2 separate regions of the Delphinus delphis genome follow, and region 2 is linked to region 1. The links are chromatin contacts, called in public Hi-C maps. All regions are on one chromosome and are shown on one strand. The core of a region is the stretch at or near the end of the contact, and the rest is flanking DNA. Distances in the headings are between cores, read along the strand shown. Region 1 holds the start of RPS10 (ribosomal protein S10). Region 2 holds the start of SMIM29 (small integral membrane protein 29).

Evidence for each region. A called contact is a pair of places that touch in the nucleus more often than the background predicts.
Region 2: a contact with region 1 is called in a Hi-C map of lung, with 6 times the contacts expected there. The contact joins the promoter of SMIM29 here to the promoter of RPS10 in region 1. A contact is called at or near these places in 2 of 3 Hi-C or Micro-C datasets (lung and muscle).

Annotation. Positions count from the first base shown.
Region 1 is chr10:39,909,914-39,917,794 of mDelDel1.2, reverse strand. RPS10 (ribosomal protein S10) reads right to left here and starts at 4,430. Exons shown (of 6, transcript XM_060021991.1): 1 at 4,302-4,430; 2 at 3,317-3,466; 3 at 2,914-3,085; 4 at 1,347-1,424. The coding sequence starts at 3,466.
Region 2 is chr10:40,063,687-40,071,567 of mDelDel1.2, reverse strand. It overlaps SMIM29 (small integral membrane protein 29), which reads right to left and starts at 2,966. Exons shown (of 5, transcript XM_069541069.1): 1 at 2,894-2,966; 2 at 1,633-1,819; 3 at 1,413-1,438; 4 at 1,037-1,142; 5 at 649-860. The coding sequence starts at 1,743. The coding sequence ends at 795. It overlaps HMGA1 (high mobility group AT-hook 1), which reads left to right. Exons shown (of 6, transcript XM_060021994.1): 6 at 1-236.

The DNA.
Region 1 (7,881 bases), core at 3,181-5,680:
AATGTGACCACTAGGAAATTTTACAATTCACATTTGAGGGGCAGGGCTAATAGTCAGTGCGGTTTCAGTAAATCTTATTCAAATCGGAGCCCACCTTTGGCCCATTTCTGACCACACCCACCACAGGCTCCTGTCTGCTCACCTCCTGGCCCTTTGACCAGAGCCACAGTATCCTCCCCAACTCTGTACCTTTGTCCATGCCGATCTCTCCCTGAAATGCTCACTCCCCCACCCTCAACTTGGGGACCAACTGTCACATCCTCTGGCTGACTCCTTGTGTGGTTTGACTTCTAATAAAAGCGATGACGAACTTTCTCTGAACTGAGAGCCTGTTTGCTGGAGGAAATCTTTCTTACTACTATCCTATAAGCTATTTAGGTTAATCGCTCACTTCTCACACCTGAAGAATCAGGCACCACAAGTAGGAGGCAAGAGCAGTAGAAGTTAGTAAAAATTCCCTTTACACCTTTCTTTTATATCACAATTAACTGCTTCTGCAGCAAGGACAGAGTCTCTTTAAAACAAATTGAATGGCTCCCCACCTTATTCCGGAGTAAAATCCCAAGTCATACCATGGCCCACAGAACTATGAGACCTACATCCTTATCTGACTCTCCCACTATCTTCTGCTGACAAGTCAGGTGCCTTCCCCATAGGACCTTTGCCTGTAATGCTCTTCCCCCAGGTAGCCTCACCTCCTGCAAATGTTTGCTTCAATCTCACTTCGACAGAACTTTCCCTAAAAATCCAATTGGAAGCTGCACACCCCCCGCCCCCATTGCACCCACGATGGACATGATATATACTTATTTTTGTTTATCCACCCCCTACTACTAAAATGCAAGTTCAACAAGAGAAGGGCCTTTTGTCTCTCATGTACACTACTAGCCCCCCAGTTCCTAGAATCGTGTCTGGCATACCACAGGCACTCAGTATATATCTGTTGAATGAACAGACGTCTGTTGTTCCCATCAGGGCAAACATGTGCTATTTAAAAATAAGATTTTGTACTATTTTTGCAATAAAAAAGCAACAAAGGTGATGTGAGTGGGCCCTGCCCTCAAGCACAACTACAAAACAAAGAAAGCATGTTGCTTTCCTAAAAGTCTTCAGTTTTGCTCTAAAGGTCTTCAACTAAAGTCTTCGGTGTCCCCAGCTCAAAGGGCTTTCCTTCTAATCCCCATCCCTGCATAAGACAAGAAGTACAAAGGACTCCAGCTGGAGATGATCTGAGATGAAACGGAGGATCTTTACTGGTTACCTTGGCATCTACAAGGGCCGAGCCCCAGCCAGAGTAGAATCCCAAGATTCTACCTCAATACCCAGATACAGATGATGCTACTCACAGGGCACAGCGCTTCGTCTGTAGGTGTCTCTGTCGGCTTCCCCTCTTGTGAGTCTTGCAGGTCGCTCTCCTTCCAGACCTACACAAATTAAACCACAGTATGAACACAGGGCAACGTGGGAACTCTGTTCCCTTCAGGCCAAAAGAACGAACTGCTCTCCATTCTCACTGGGCAACACTTAGTTATGATGGGTTAATGGGGACAGGAACTCCTACACCCACAACAGTCAGGTAGAAACCTGCCATCGCTGACGTTTTGGCTCCTCTAAGACCTAGGAAAACGCACATCTTAATTAAAATGTCGTACACCTGCAAAAAGTTTGCTTTCTTCTGTATTTCTCAGCATAAACACACATTTTCCAATTCCTTGGCAAATTAAGAAATCCACCCATTTCTACAAACATTTGAATAGCCAAAATTTTGAACCTGACCCATCTCTGAAATGGAAAACTTCCTGTGCAAACAGGAAAGGAGACACCATAAGCTGCAAGCCCCACCTCCAATATAAGTATATAAATATAGAAGCCACTGAGAATCCTCTAGCTCCTCCTCGCGTCTCACTAGGCTGTGGGATAACATTCTCATGAACACTGAAAGGTTAATTTAGTATTCTCTCTACCTTGTTATGCTGGAAAATTACCTATAGAGTTCATGATTTGAAAATGGACTTTTTTAGATTGAATCTGTAGTAAGTGGTCAAAGTAAATAAACGCCAGGCCCCACCTATGGCAAACTGGAATCTGTGTGGGAACAAACAATGGCATTGGCAACACTCCCATGCCCCCAAAGATTCCAAGATGCAGTGAAGAACCTTTGCTCTAAAGATATGTAATCCTGCCTAACCACCTAGGGAGCTTTCATAAAAAATGCAGATTCCTGAGCTCCACGAAGTGCTATTCCAGGGAACCTGACAGTCTGATTATCATCTGTTTTTAGAAATCTCTGCATCTTACCTCATCAAACTCACAAACTGCTCTTTCTACAAAGTTCCAGTGACAAATTTTTTCAAAACCTAAGGAAAAGGAACCATAGCCCTGAAAAATGCCAACTGTAAGCCAACAATGACCTCGAGTCAGAAGGTAATTCCCCACACACAGACCCCTTGCACACTGCTAATATACACACACGCACTCTCTACATCCATTCTCCCCTATCTGTCGTGATTATTTCTGCTCCCACTGCCAAGAAACTCTAGACAACTCTTCATTTATTTCACATGGTAAACAGCTTTGCTTTGGACTTCTTGGGGGGGATAAGCACCTCGCTCTACTGGAAAAATTTCAGGAGAAAATTTCAGTAATACTCTATCACATTTATCTTGCCACAGACTAATATCCTGTGTTTAATGCCATTTCTAGGGATTGCCTAAAGACCTGAGTCCAGTTCCATTAAAGGTTCTAGGACTTGACCTAGGTCGTGCGTGTCAGAGTCCCTCAAGAGCTGATTCCAATGTTATATTACTAAGACCACCTCCATGCCCCACACACAAAAAAACCACTGTTTCACCTCTCTCCCCAGAAAGAGCAACTTCAGAGAATGCCTTCAGAGGCATTATGTGGGCACTATACCTTTGGGCCGCGGCCTGCCAGTCTCAGGACGACTGCGGCGCAGGGTGGCAGGCACGATTTCAGGGGGCAGGTGAAGGTAATCCCGGAGATACTGGATACCCTCGTTGGTTAGGTACCAGTAGAAATGTCTCCAGGCAAACTGTTCCTTCACGTAGCCTCGTGATTTGAGAGACTGTAAGACAGAAAACCACGGTTAAGACATAACTAGAGGCTAGAAAAGCAGTGCAAATGGGAAGCTCAACTTCACAGTAGACAAATTTTCACGGTGTATCTACCTCACAGCCCTTCAAGGCAGCAAGCAGCTCTGGCTGTCCTGACTTCTCCTTGGAATTTGCCTTGAACACCAGCGGAAAATCCCTCCATCTGCACCCCACTCCAGCAGCCACCCCCCCACCCCCGCTACCTGCATGGCCTTCATGACATGAAGATTGGGCACATTCTTGTCTGCCAGCTCGGGGTGCTTAGGCATGTGGACGTCCTTCTTGGCCACCATCACTCCCTCCTTAAAAAGGAGTTCATAAATGGCAATCCGGTTCTTCTTAGGCATCAACATCTGCAAGAAGGAAGCGATTATCAAGAGCATTTTTGAGCAGTGTGGCCACGGGCCAGTAACCCAGTTCATCACCCCCAAAGACCACACACACACACACAAATCGCTGTCCAATGGACTGAAATCTCAAACACACCATGAAAAACAAGAATTCAAACTCCGCTAACTTAAATCCAACAGTGACTAGTTCCCTCCCCCACCCTCGAAAACACGATTCAGGTGAGAAATTGCCAGGACGTTAAAATAAAACGATGGAGGTACATACTCGCTGCAAGACTTTCACACTCACAACAAAGGTATAAAACAGGAAGCAGACCCTGTACGCTCGGACTATTTGGGGACCATCAGCAACAGTACCTAATGCGGAATGGGCGCGGCGGTACCTTCAGGTGCGCGGGAATGACCCAGAGGAAAGCCCTCGATTCATGACAGGCCGCTGACCCCAAACCAAAGGGCTGAAACCTCCACAGCCTACCACTCTTCTCCCAAACTAAACTTCCATGACCAGGCAAAGAGGCAACTCAGGGTGCGGGGTTCTGCCCCGAAAAACAGCGTGCAAGAGGAGCACAGTCTCCCTAGCCTCGCCCGGATCTTCCCCGCCACGCAAAAGCTTCATCTTCCTCTCCCCTCCGCCTTCCACTATCGGGACGCCAATCTTCGCCTGCCAGGGCCCCACTACCCAGCGAAGTGCGCCCCTGGCTCCTCTCATTGCTCAAAAATGGACGGGAGGGGAGCGGGAGCGAGCAGCCTCCGCCACAACCCCGGGGAAGAGCAACGACTACGGCGGCGAGAAGGCCAGGATGGAGACCGATGGAACCCGAACTCCCGAGGAACTAACCGCGACGGCTGCTGGGTCCGGGGCCGGAGCTGGAAAGGAAGGAGTATGTGCGGCGCGGCGTCTCTTCCGGGCTGCCGTGCCCCGCCCCCTGTCAGGACCCGCGCGCTGCCTGAGGTGGCCTCGGCGGTGCCTGAGGGACTGGCGTCTCCGGGCGACCGCGAACCCTGGCTTCCTTGAGGACGAACGCACGTGGAAACCGCCGCTGGGGGCTTCTGACACTGCGTGCTTTATCAATAAATGGTCACTTTTATTGCGTGGGCAGGCCGTTTAGAAAGTCGCTACGTGTTTCTTTTGTTTCCCGTCGGTAACTTATTATTATGTAAATAATATATGCTCTTTGAGGGGGGGAAAGAGAAACCAGACGAAATAATAATAACTGCAATAACAATAATAATAAAAGAATAAAAATAGAATCCCATCAACCGAAGGATCGCTATTAACATTTTGGTATATATTCTTACAAACTCAAAGGAAGTGTATTTTTTAACAAAAATGGGATGTTTTGTATGTACGTTATGGTATGATGTTTGGAAACCTGTTTTTTTCATTTACTAATACATCATGAATCTCTTCTTGTTAATTAATACCTTCAATTGTAATGACTACGTAGTAGTCCGCTGATGGTTTAATCAACACTCTATGACTGGATATATATTTTAGAATTTTTTCACTATTATAACTAACGATGCCACACACCTGCACACTTCTCAAATATTTTCCTTAGGACGAAGTCCTGTCAGTGTAATTGTTGAGTAACAAAGTACACATTTTTAGGTTTTTGACACATGCCACATTGACTTCTGGAAGGCGTTATCAATTACATTCTGGTCAGCTGTTATCAACAAGGCTCGCTTCCTCATTATTAACCCTGCCGACATTGGATATTCATTTTTCTCAGTCTGATAGATAAGAAATATTAATCTCATTGCTCTTTTGATTTGCTTTTCTTGATTACTTCTGTGGTTAAATAGTTTTTCTTTTTAGGCGTTTGTGTTCCTTCTTTTATAAATTCACTTCCATTACCTGTTGTCCTATTAAGTTTTTTCTTATTGATTTGAAATTACTCTATGTATTAAAGCTATTAACCCTTTGTCACATATTTTTCAAGAATTTCTCCCAGTTTTTTTTTCATTTGTTCAATTTAAATAGTATTTCGAAGAAGTTTCACTTTTTTTCCACATTTCTTTGTAGTCAAATCTTTATGGTTTCAGACTTTGGTACAATGCTTAAAAAGTCACTCCACATCTGAATATCATATAAATATTCACCTAGGGACTTCCCAGGTGGTGCAGCGGTTAACAATCGATGCCTGCCAATGCAGGGGACACGGGGTTGAGCCCTGGTGGGGTTGAGCCCTGGTCCGGGAAGATTCCACATGCCGCGGGGCAACTAAGCCCATGCGCCACAACTACTGAGCCTGCGCTCTAGAGCCTGTGCTCTGCAACAAGAGAAGCCACCGCAATGAAAAGCCCGTGCACCGCAACAAAGAATAGCCCCAGCTTGTCCCAACTAGAGAAAGCCCGCGCGCAGCAACGGGGGCCAATGAAGACCCAATGCAACCAAAAATAAATAAATTAATTAATTTTAAAAATATTCACCTATAGTTTCTTCAAGTATTTTTGTGGTTTCACTGTTTAAAAATAAGTATTTGGCAGTTTTGCAGGATGGAAAGAATTCTGGAGATTGGGTGCACAACAATGTGAATTACTTAACGCTACGGAAATGTACACTTAAAATGGTTAAGATGGTAAATTTTATGTGTATTTTGTCACAAGTTAAAAAATAAGTATTCATAACATGTTTACAGAAAATTTTTTTAAAAATCTTGGACAACAAGAAACAAGGAAGAAGGAAAAACATAATCTAAGGACTGGTAAAGCAGATTTGGAAAAGAATACAATAAAATTCCTAGTAATGAAAACTAAAATGATTGAAATTTAAAACAATTTAAAAAAAGAATAAACAATAGATCTGACACACTTGAAGAGAAAAATCATGAAAGGGAAGATAGATGTGAAAAAACAGAACATTCACAATGTAGTCCAGAGATTAAAAGAGATGGAATAAGTGGGTGTGGGCAGGAATAAATTAGGAGGCTGGAATTAACAAATACACACTACTATGTATAAAATAGATAGCCAACAAGGGCCTACTGTATAGCACAGGGAACTCTACTCAATATTACATAATAACCTATAAGGGAAAAGAATCTGAAAAAGAATATATGTATATATGTATAACTGAATCACTGTGCTGTACATCTGAAACTTACACAATATTGTAAATCAACTATATTTCAGTAAAAAAAATTTTTAATAAAAATATATATAACTGGAAAAAAAAGAGATGGGATAGTTGAAAGAAAGGATTTGAGGTGTGAAGGATAGAGAGAGAAAGTCTAATACATGTCTATGTGAAGTCACATAAGAAAATGATAGAGAATATGGGAAAGAGACACTGTCAGTATCCTCAAGAATTCTTGGAAGACAACACACTTCAGAGTCACTGAGATCATCAAATCTCAAGTTGGATAAATAAAAACAGATCCATGCCTAAACATATCATAATGAATTTGCAGGGCATCAGAGACAAAGAGAAGACCTTGAAAGCAGCCAGCAGGAAGACACAGGGGTGATGGCTCACTTCCCAGCAGCAGCTCTGGGATGCAGTTTACTGAAATACAGTCTCGCAGGTCTCTTCCCTTACTGTGGCTAGAGTGATCCTGCTACAACATCAGACCATGTCACTCCTCTGTTTAAAATCCTCCAAGGACTCCCCAGTTCACTTACAAAAATATTCAAAGTCTTTACATGACTAAATTGTTTATGCTTAAATCTTTTAGGGACTTCCCTGGTGGTGCAGTGGTTAAGAATCTGCCTGCAAATGCAGGGGACACGGGTTCAAGCCCTGGCCTGGGAAGATCCCACCTGCGGAGGGGCAGCTAAGCCCATGTGCCACAACTACTGAGCCTGTGCTCTAGAGCCCAAGAGCCACAACTACTGAGCCCATGCACCTAGAGCCCGGGCTCCGCAGCAAGAGAAGCCACTGCAATGAGAAGCCCGCGCACTGCAACGAAGAGTAGCCCCTGCTCGCCGCAACTAGAGAACAGCCTGTGAACAGCAACGAAGACCCAATGCAGCCAAAAATAAGATTGATTAATTAATTAATTAAAAAATAAATCTTTTATCCTCCTGGAATGTCTTCTGGTGTAAAAATTTTCCCTCCAAACGGTAAGATGGTTTCTCAGCAACATTACCTCAATAAGCTATGCTTTTATCTGAAATATCACTGAATTGTTTAGGAGAGATGGATTCAGTTTTAGATTTTGTTGCATTTGTGCCTGTGAGACACACTGGTGAAAAAACCCAGGATGATTTTTTTTTTCTTTTTATATCTCCCTGTACTATGCAGCTGCTTCCTACTAGCTATCTATTTTACATTTGGTAGTGTATATATGTCAATGCTACTCTCACTTCATCTCAGCTTACCCTTCCCCCTCCCCATGTCCTCAAGTCCGTTCTCTACTTCTGCATCTTTATTCCTGTCCTGCCCCTAGGTTCATCAGAACCTTTTTATTTAT
Region 2 (7,881 bases), core at 1,717-4,216, 160 kb before region 1:
GAAGGGGCCTGGGGCAAAGCAGGCTGGGTTACCGACTACCCCAGTCCCAGGGAAGGTGGGGCCCTGCCCCTAGGATGCTGCAGCAGAGTAAGGAGGGGGGCCTGTGTTGACCGTCGGGTGTAGGGGCCACCTTCTCCCCCTGTTCTGTCAGGGAGGAGGTAGCCATTATTTGTCCCAGCCTGGGGCCCCCCCTCTGGTTTCCTATTTGCAGTTACTTGAATAAAAAAATATCCTTTTCTGGACTGAGTCTTTCTGTGATGGGTGCCTGGAATAGGGAAGGGTGGAAACCAAGGCTCTAGTGGGTGGGGGAGGAAGAAGAAAAAGCATTGGCGTCAGCTCCAGGGAAGGTAACTTAAGCCCCTCTTGAAGAAGTCAACTACACCCCTAGCCACAAAACGTTTTATTTACAAAATATATATACCGAATATTATACATTAGGCCCTGTCACCATGGGAACAGCTCCAAAGCCAAGTCAGGGAGGGCTAGAGAAAGGTGGTGCCTGTGGAAGGGCAAAGCTCCACCCTGTCTCCCAGCCACCCTTCCACCCCAGAAGGAAAAATTCCCATTAGCTCCTGGGAGTGGCTGGTAGGCTCAGCCCACAAAGGACTGAAGGCCTAGCAGGGAGTGAGGTGACAGTGGGGGCTGACTGCTATGCAGGGCTTAGGACTGGAGACAGATGGGAGGAGGAATGGAGACCCAGTACCCGGGAGGGGGAGCTGGGGGAAGCAGCAGGCTGCAGGGCCCTGGACGTTCCAGGACCCCATGGTTCTGAAGAGCAGGGCAGGGGGCTCAAGTCATGTCTTGACATCCAGCAAGGGCATCCGCTTGTGCTGGTAGCCACTCTGCCAGCCATGGACCACCTGTAGGGGAGGAGACCCGCACCACAGGGCACAGTCCGCAGCACAACTTGGGAGGAGGCACCCCACTAGCCACGGCCCACATGGGGAAGGCTGAGAGCAGAACCAGGCTCTGTCTTCAGGGGTATCAATAGAGCAGGCCCACCTCTGCTGATTCTCGCTGTCCCCAGAGTGCTCACCTTGGGGTCTCCCACGTCAGAGAGGAGCTCCTGCTCAGCCTCGTGCAGCTCCTCAGCAGGGTCGTAGCTGTACACAGGGAGCAGGTGATGGCGAAGCCGGTCCACCCTGGGGAGCATGGGAGGGGGCTCAGCCCAGGGGACCCACTCCCCTTCTTCAGACACCTGACTGCCCTGTCTCTACTCCCCCTGGCAGGGGCACACTAGAGCTCTAACGAGACATGTCTGGGCAGGAAAACCTAACGGGAGTGCAGGGAATTTCAGGTTTGTGTCTGAATGGCTGAGGAGCATCTTACATGTATGCAGGGATCTCAGATCCTGTGGGAAGAACTTTAAGCACAATTCGGGGGAGGGGGTGCGGGGGGGCAGGGACACTCACCGCTTTTTCTTCTGGACATACATTACCTGTAACAGAGACACAGCACTGTGGAGGCCGCTGAGCCCAGGATGGCCCACAAGTGACAGGGGTTTACCTCCACACCCTCCTCTCCCGTAACAGCAGGACAGCTGAGATGCTGTGTGCAGGCTGGACCAGGCCCACCCAGCCCTGCCTTCGCAAAGGTGTGGGTAGGTATGTATGTATGTGGGGGGTTCCTTACCACGGCCACCACCACCCCGACCAGGGTGATGAGGAAGAAGGGCCCCAACACATAGCCCACCATGGAGTCGCTGCTGGCCTGTGGGGCATTGGGCACTGTGGTGTTACTCATGACATCGGCAGCCAGAGGGCTGGGTAGTCAGCATGGGCAGTAGTACTGCCTCGGGAGGGCGCCTCCACTGGGCTCCCTGGGGAGGAGGAAGGAGGTTGTCAATTCCACTCAGGCTCCGGATTCCTCCCCAAGAGCTAGTAATATATGAAAACTTAGGTCAGGCACTGGGAAGAGGGATCTTCCAGGTCAATGTGCTGGGTTTAACCCTCCAGGGACTCTCAGCAAGTCCTGGGTGTAAACGGCACCAAAGGGAGGCCCAGACCAGGGCCTGAGTCCTGCCCAGCTCCTATCCCCACATCGGGGGGGGTGGGGTGCTCAGCTCAGGTGCTGGCCAAACATTTGCAGATATCAATTCCTGAGGAGAGGTTAGATGTAGGTTCCCAGCTCCTGCCCCAGCCTCCGGGGTACTGGACTGCCAGCAGCTATCCAGTGGAGCAAAATGGGGATATTAGGTTAAAACATGAGGGTCCTGCATTGCAGCCTAGGGGTGAGGTGGGAGCATCTGAAGGAGACCATCTCGGCCCGGGTCCAGTGCCCACACTTCGGTCTATATAGGTCCTATGCCCTCTTTGTCCCTGGAGTCACGCCAGGCATAGCCTGGGCACCGTCTCCCCCATCGGTCTCATGTGCCAGGGTGGACACAAGTGGGCAGGGCTGGACTGCATCTGCGAGGTGATGTCACCGCCCCCTGGTCCCCACTCGGGGCTCCGCCCGGGTCCCTCCCCTCCTGGCCTGGAATGACAGAAGGAAGTGGAGAGGGTCAGCTCCCATGACAGATGCAAGGAGACTGTCCACGGGTGGCTGCACGCAGATACACCCAGGTCCTTGACCCCGGTTCTCCTGGGCTTCTATCGGAGGGCAAGGTATGAACTACCCGTCCCGCTACCCGTGGAGGCTCCGGGCTTACCCAGTCGCATGCCCGTCCCATAGTAGAGGGGACATGCCGAGGTAGGGAGGGTGACAGGCCGTTCCTAGGATGCGGACCAGCAACGGAGAGCGGGAGGTAGTTCCCACGGCGCTGGGAGGCTCAGGCCAGGGGAAGGGAACTTAGGGGGAGCACAGAGGGGCCCGGGCCTCCTGGCATCCCAACACCCCGAGGCGTGGACCTGTACCCGCGCTTTGCAGCCCATCCAACCCGGCCAAGCCTTACCTCCCGCCGATGCAGCCCGGAAAGGAACGCCCTCGGTTGGCTCCCGGGCCCCGGAAGAGCCGTCAGGCGCGTGATCAAAGGACCCGGGGAAATGGGCGGGGCCACAGTATCAGGGTGCAGCCAATCCGATGGCGGCAGGCAGAAGGCCCGGAGGCTTCGGGAGGGGCCAATCCGGAGGCCGGGGGTGCTGGCGGCGCCGAGCCGAGACGGCCTGGGCTGCGGGGTCCACCCTGTGACGGCAGGGGGCAGCCGAGGGCTGCGCAGCGGGGAGGGGCGGAGAGGGGAGGGGCGCGCGCGGCTTCCCGGCGTACCCCGGGGCGGACCCCTGCTATGCGGCCGCGCTTGGGAGCTCACATTCCAGGGAGAGGCCTGGCGTCCGCTTTACTCGCACTTCTGGTTGGAGCCCAGTCACGCTCTAACGTTTAGCCCAGGCCCCACAAGGCCTCCAAAGCCCCGCAAGGGCTTTGTTGGGCCCTCTAGACCTCCTAGCGGCGCAGACTGGCCCTCTGTGCAGTGCTCAGAGTGTGTAGGCAGGCCTGGGGTAGCCCCTGCCCAGCCTTGGACCTCAGGTCCACCCACCTAGCCACCTTCTCTGCGCCTCACTCTTAATATTGGTAAAACAGGCTGCTGTAAGGATTAAACCATGACATGGGTAGAGCCTAGCACGTAGCATATCCAGAATTTTAAATTCCCTGTTAGCCTCTTTCCGGTTTTCCAGGGCACAGACTGAGCAGCGAGGTGAAGTTCCTCTGGGTCATAGGTAACTTGCCAAGTAAGCTTGAGTTGAAGCTTCGGTCGTCTGATAATTAAAAATGTCACACACTTATTGGGGAAATTTGAATAAGATTAGTGGGTTTTACCAATGTCAGTATCCTGGTTGTGATGTTATACTATAGTTTTGCAAAAGTTAGCATTGGGGGAAGCTAAGCAAAGTGTACAAGGGATCTCTGTTATTTCTTACAACTGCATGTGAATCTAGTTACCTCGAATTGTGTGTGTATAGTTTCGTACCACACCTACCTTTCTGTCACCAGAATCACACACAATTGGGAAAACTCCAGATTGGCAGGCGATAGAAAACACCCAAGAACATAAAGGTTGTGGCAGCCGAACTAGGTTGAGGCCCTCCTGGGTCCTCAAGTGCTACTGGAGATACAGGGGTGCTGTGAGTCACCCTATTCTTTTTTTTTTTTTTTTTTTTTTTGGCTGTGCCGCCCCAGCATGCAGGATCTTAGTTCCCCCACCAGGGATCGAACCCATGCCCCCTGCCACTGGACCTGGAGTCCTAACCACTGGACCGCCAGGGAATTTCCTGGGTCACCCTATTCTTGCCAGAGACAGCCAATGGCATGGATGTGGTTGAGCTACTTTGTCTGGTCAGGCCTCAGTTTCCTCAAGTCCTTCCAGAGGTGGTTAGATGAGAGCAGGTCTGGTGCAGAGATGACCCAATTAGGAACCAGAGGGCAGGTGGGAACTTGCCTCTTGCCTCCAGACACCACCATCTGACTGGGGAATCAGATAAAGGGAAAGGAATGAGAGAAAAGCTTGGGTCTGAAGGCTCCAGGTAGATGTCCTGGTATTCTCTGCCTTTGAGTCTGGAGAGTAGGGAGACCACCCATAAGAGTCTTCTATTAGACCTGAGGGCAGAGGAAGGAGGCACCTCCCCAGGCAGGGCCTCCCTCACCTTCCACAAGGAAGTAGGGATCAAGTAGTATGTTTTAGACCCAGGCCCCCTTGGCTGACCACACACCCAACTGTTGTTCCCATCCTCAGGACTTCCAACCACATATCTAGAGGGTCTAGTGGTCCTTGGAGCAGGCCTAGTGATTGCATTAGCTAGGCCAGTGTGTGGAAAGGCACAGGGTCTTTACTCCTAGGACAGAACACCATTCCAAGGTAGGCAGGGCAGCTGGGACGACCTCAGTTTACAGTGAGTAAGCTGAGGCCCTGAGTGGTGTAATGACTTCCCAAGGCCCTTGGTGTGATCACCAAGGGTAAGGCAGAATGGGATGATGGGCGGGCCCCTCTTCCTTGGACAGCTGTGTTCTGGCAGCTACTCTGGGACTGCATTTGAGGCCTGGGTTGTTCCTGTGATGAGATGAACTGTTATAAGTTAAATCCACATAATGTAAACCTTAAAATAACAGAGTTATTTTAGGTAAGTCAACAAAAGAGATAAAATAGAATTAAAAACTCTCAAGTAATCCAAAATAAGGGAGAAAAAGGGTAACAAAGAAGAGATGAGACAACCAGAAAACAAATAAGAGGATAAACTGAAACCTAAATATATCAATAATCACATTAAAAGTAAATGGTCTAAACAACCCAATTAAGGGACTTCCCTGGCAGTCCGGTGATTAAGACTCCATCCTTTCATTGCAGGGGACACGGGTTTGATCCCTGGTCGGGGAACTAAGATCCCGCATGCTGCACAGCATGGCCAAAATAATAGTAATAATAATAATAAAATAACCCAATTAAAAGGCAGAGACTATCAGAATGGATAAAATAGTAAGACACAATTACATGTTGCCCATAAGAAATGTACTCTGAATATAAAGACTCCAATAGGGTAAAAGCAAAAAGATGGGAAAAGATACACCATGTTTATGCTTGTCAAAAGAAAGCTGGGAAGGCTATAATAAAATCAGGCAAAGTTGATTTCAGAGCAGAGAATATTACCAGAGATGAAAAAAAGTTCAGTTTGTAATGACAAAGGGGTTGATTAATTGAGGACATAACAATTCTAAATGTTCATGTGCCCAATAAGCAAGCTTCAAAATATATGACACAAAAATGGATAGAGCTCCAAGAAAAAACAATCACAGTTTTAGTCAGAGATTTCAGTACTACCCTCTGAATAATAGATGAAACAAGCAAATAATCAGCCAGGATGTAGTAAACTAGAACAACACTATCAACCAACTTGACCTTTATAGAATCCTCCACCTAACACTAGCAGAATACATATTCTTAAGTGTACACAGAAGATTTATCAAGACAGATCATATTATGGGCCATAAAACAAGTCTCAATAAATTAAAAAGGATTCAAGTCATAACGAAGTGTGTGTTCTGATCACAGTGGAATTATATTAGAAATCAATAACAAAAAGATCCTTGGAAAATTCCCAGCTATTTGGAAAATGAATAACACACCTCTGGATCAATTAGGAATTATTTTGAACTGAATGAAAATGCAAATGCAGTGTATCAGAATTTGTGGGACATCTCTGTTAGAGAAATCTATAGCACTAAATATCTATTTAAAAAAAGAAAGATATGTCAACGACCTCAGCGTCCACCTGAAACCAAAGTGTACAGAAGAAAATAACAAAGATCAATGCTGAAATCCATGTAATAGAAAACAGAAAATCAATGAAACCATAAGCTGCTTCTTGAGAAGATCAACAAAATTGATAAACCTGTAGCCAGACTGATCAGGAAAAAAGAGAGAAAATACAAATCACCAATATTAGGAATGAAAGAGGTAAGATCACAACAGTTTCTACAGATAATAAAAGAATAATAAGGGAATATTAGGAACAACTTTTTGCCAATAAATTCAATAACTTAGTTGAAATGAAGAATAGATGGAAAGACACGAATTACCAAAGCTCACCTAAGAAATAGATAAATGTATAGGAATCTAGGTTAAATTTATAGCTTCAATTTAAGCTTCAATAGCATACATTAATTCCTCCTATTCAATTCTATGTCCCCCTTGAAGTTGGTATTGTTACAAATACATCTTTATATATTGCATGCGTATTAACATAGATTTATAATTATTGTTTTATGCATCTGTCTTTTAAACCATGTAAGAATCAGAAAAGAGTTACATACCCAGAATACAATAATACTGGCTTTTATATTTACCTTGTACTTACCTTTATCAGTGAACTTTTATCTAGTGCCTTTTTGTTTCAGTCTGAATGACTCCCTGTAGCATTTCTTGTAGGGCAGGTCTACTAAACAAATGCTGTTAGTTTTTGTTAATCGGGGAATGTCTGAACTTCTCCTTAATTGTGAAGGACAATTTTTCTGGATATAGAATTACTGGTTGACAGGTTTTTGTTTGTGTTTTCCTGTCAGTTCTTTAAATATATCATTCTACTGGTTTCTAGCCTTTGGGGTTTCTGATGATAAATCAACTGTTAATCTTAGGATGTTAATTGTAATCTCCATGGTAACCACTACAAAAACAAGTAGGAAATATATAGAAAAGGAAATGAAGAGGAAATCAAAATGGTACATACTAGGAGAAAAATCAAACACAAAAGAAGTCAGTACTGGAAGGATTAAGGAACGAAAAAGATATCACACACAGAAAACAGTACTATAGCAGAAGTAAGTCCTTCAATATCAGTAATCACTTTAAATGTAAATGGATTAAACTCACCAATTAAAAGACAGAGATTGGTGATAGGTGCACAATATTATGAATGTATTTAATGCCACTGATTTGTATATTTCAAAATGATTAAAATGGTAAATTTTATGTATATTCTATCACAAAAAAAGGCAGAATGGATTTTAAAATGATCTAACAGGATTTGAAAAAAAATTTCTCCAGAGAAGACATGCAAATGGCCAAATAAGTACATGAAAAGATGCTCAACATCACTACTTATTAGGGAAATGCAAATCATACTACAATGAGATACCACTTCATATCCATTAGGATGGCTATTATTTAAAACAAAACAAAACAGAAAATAACAATTGTTGGTGAGGATGTAGAGAAAAAAGAACTCTTGTGTACTGCTGGTGTGAATAAAATGGTGCAGCCACTACAGAAAACAGTATGGTGGTTCCTCAAAAAATTGAAAATAGAATTACTATATGATCCAGCAATTACACTTTTGGGTATATACTGCAAAGAATGGAAAGCAGGGATTCAGACAGATATCTGTATACTCAAGTACATAGCATCATTCTCCACAATAGTCAAAATGTGGAAGCAACCCAAGTGCCCATCGACAGGTA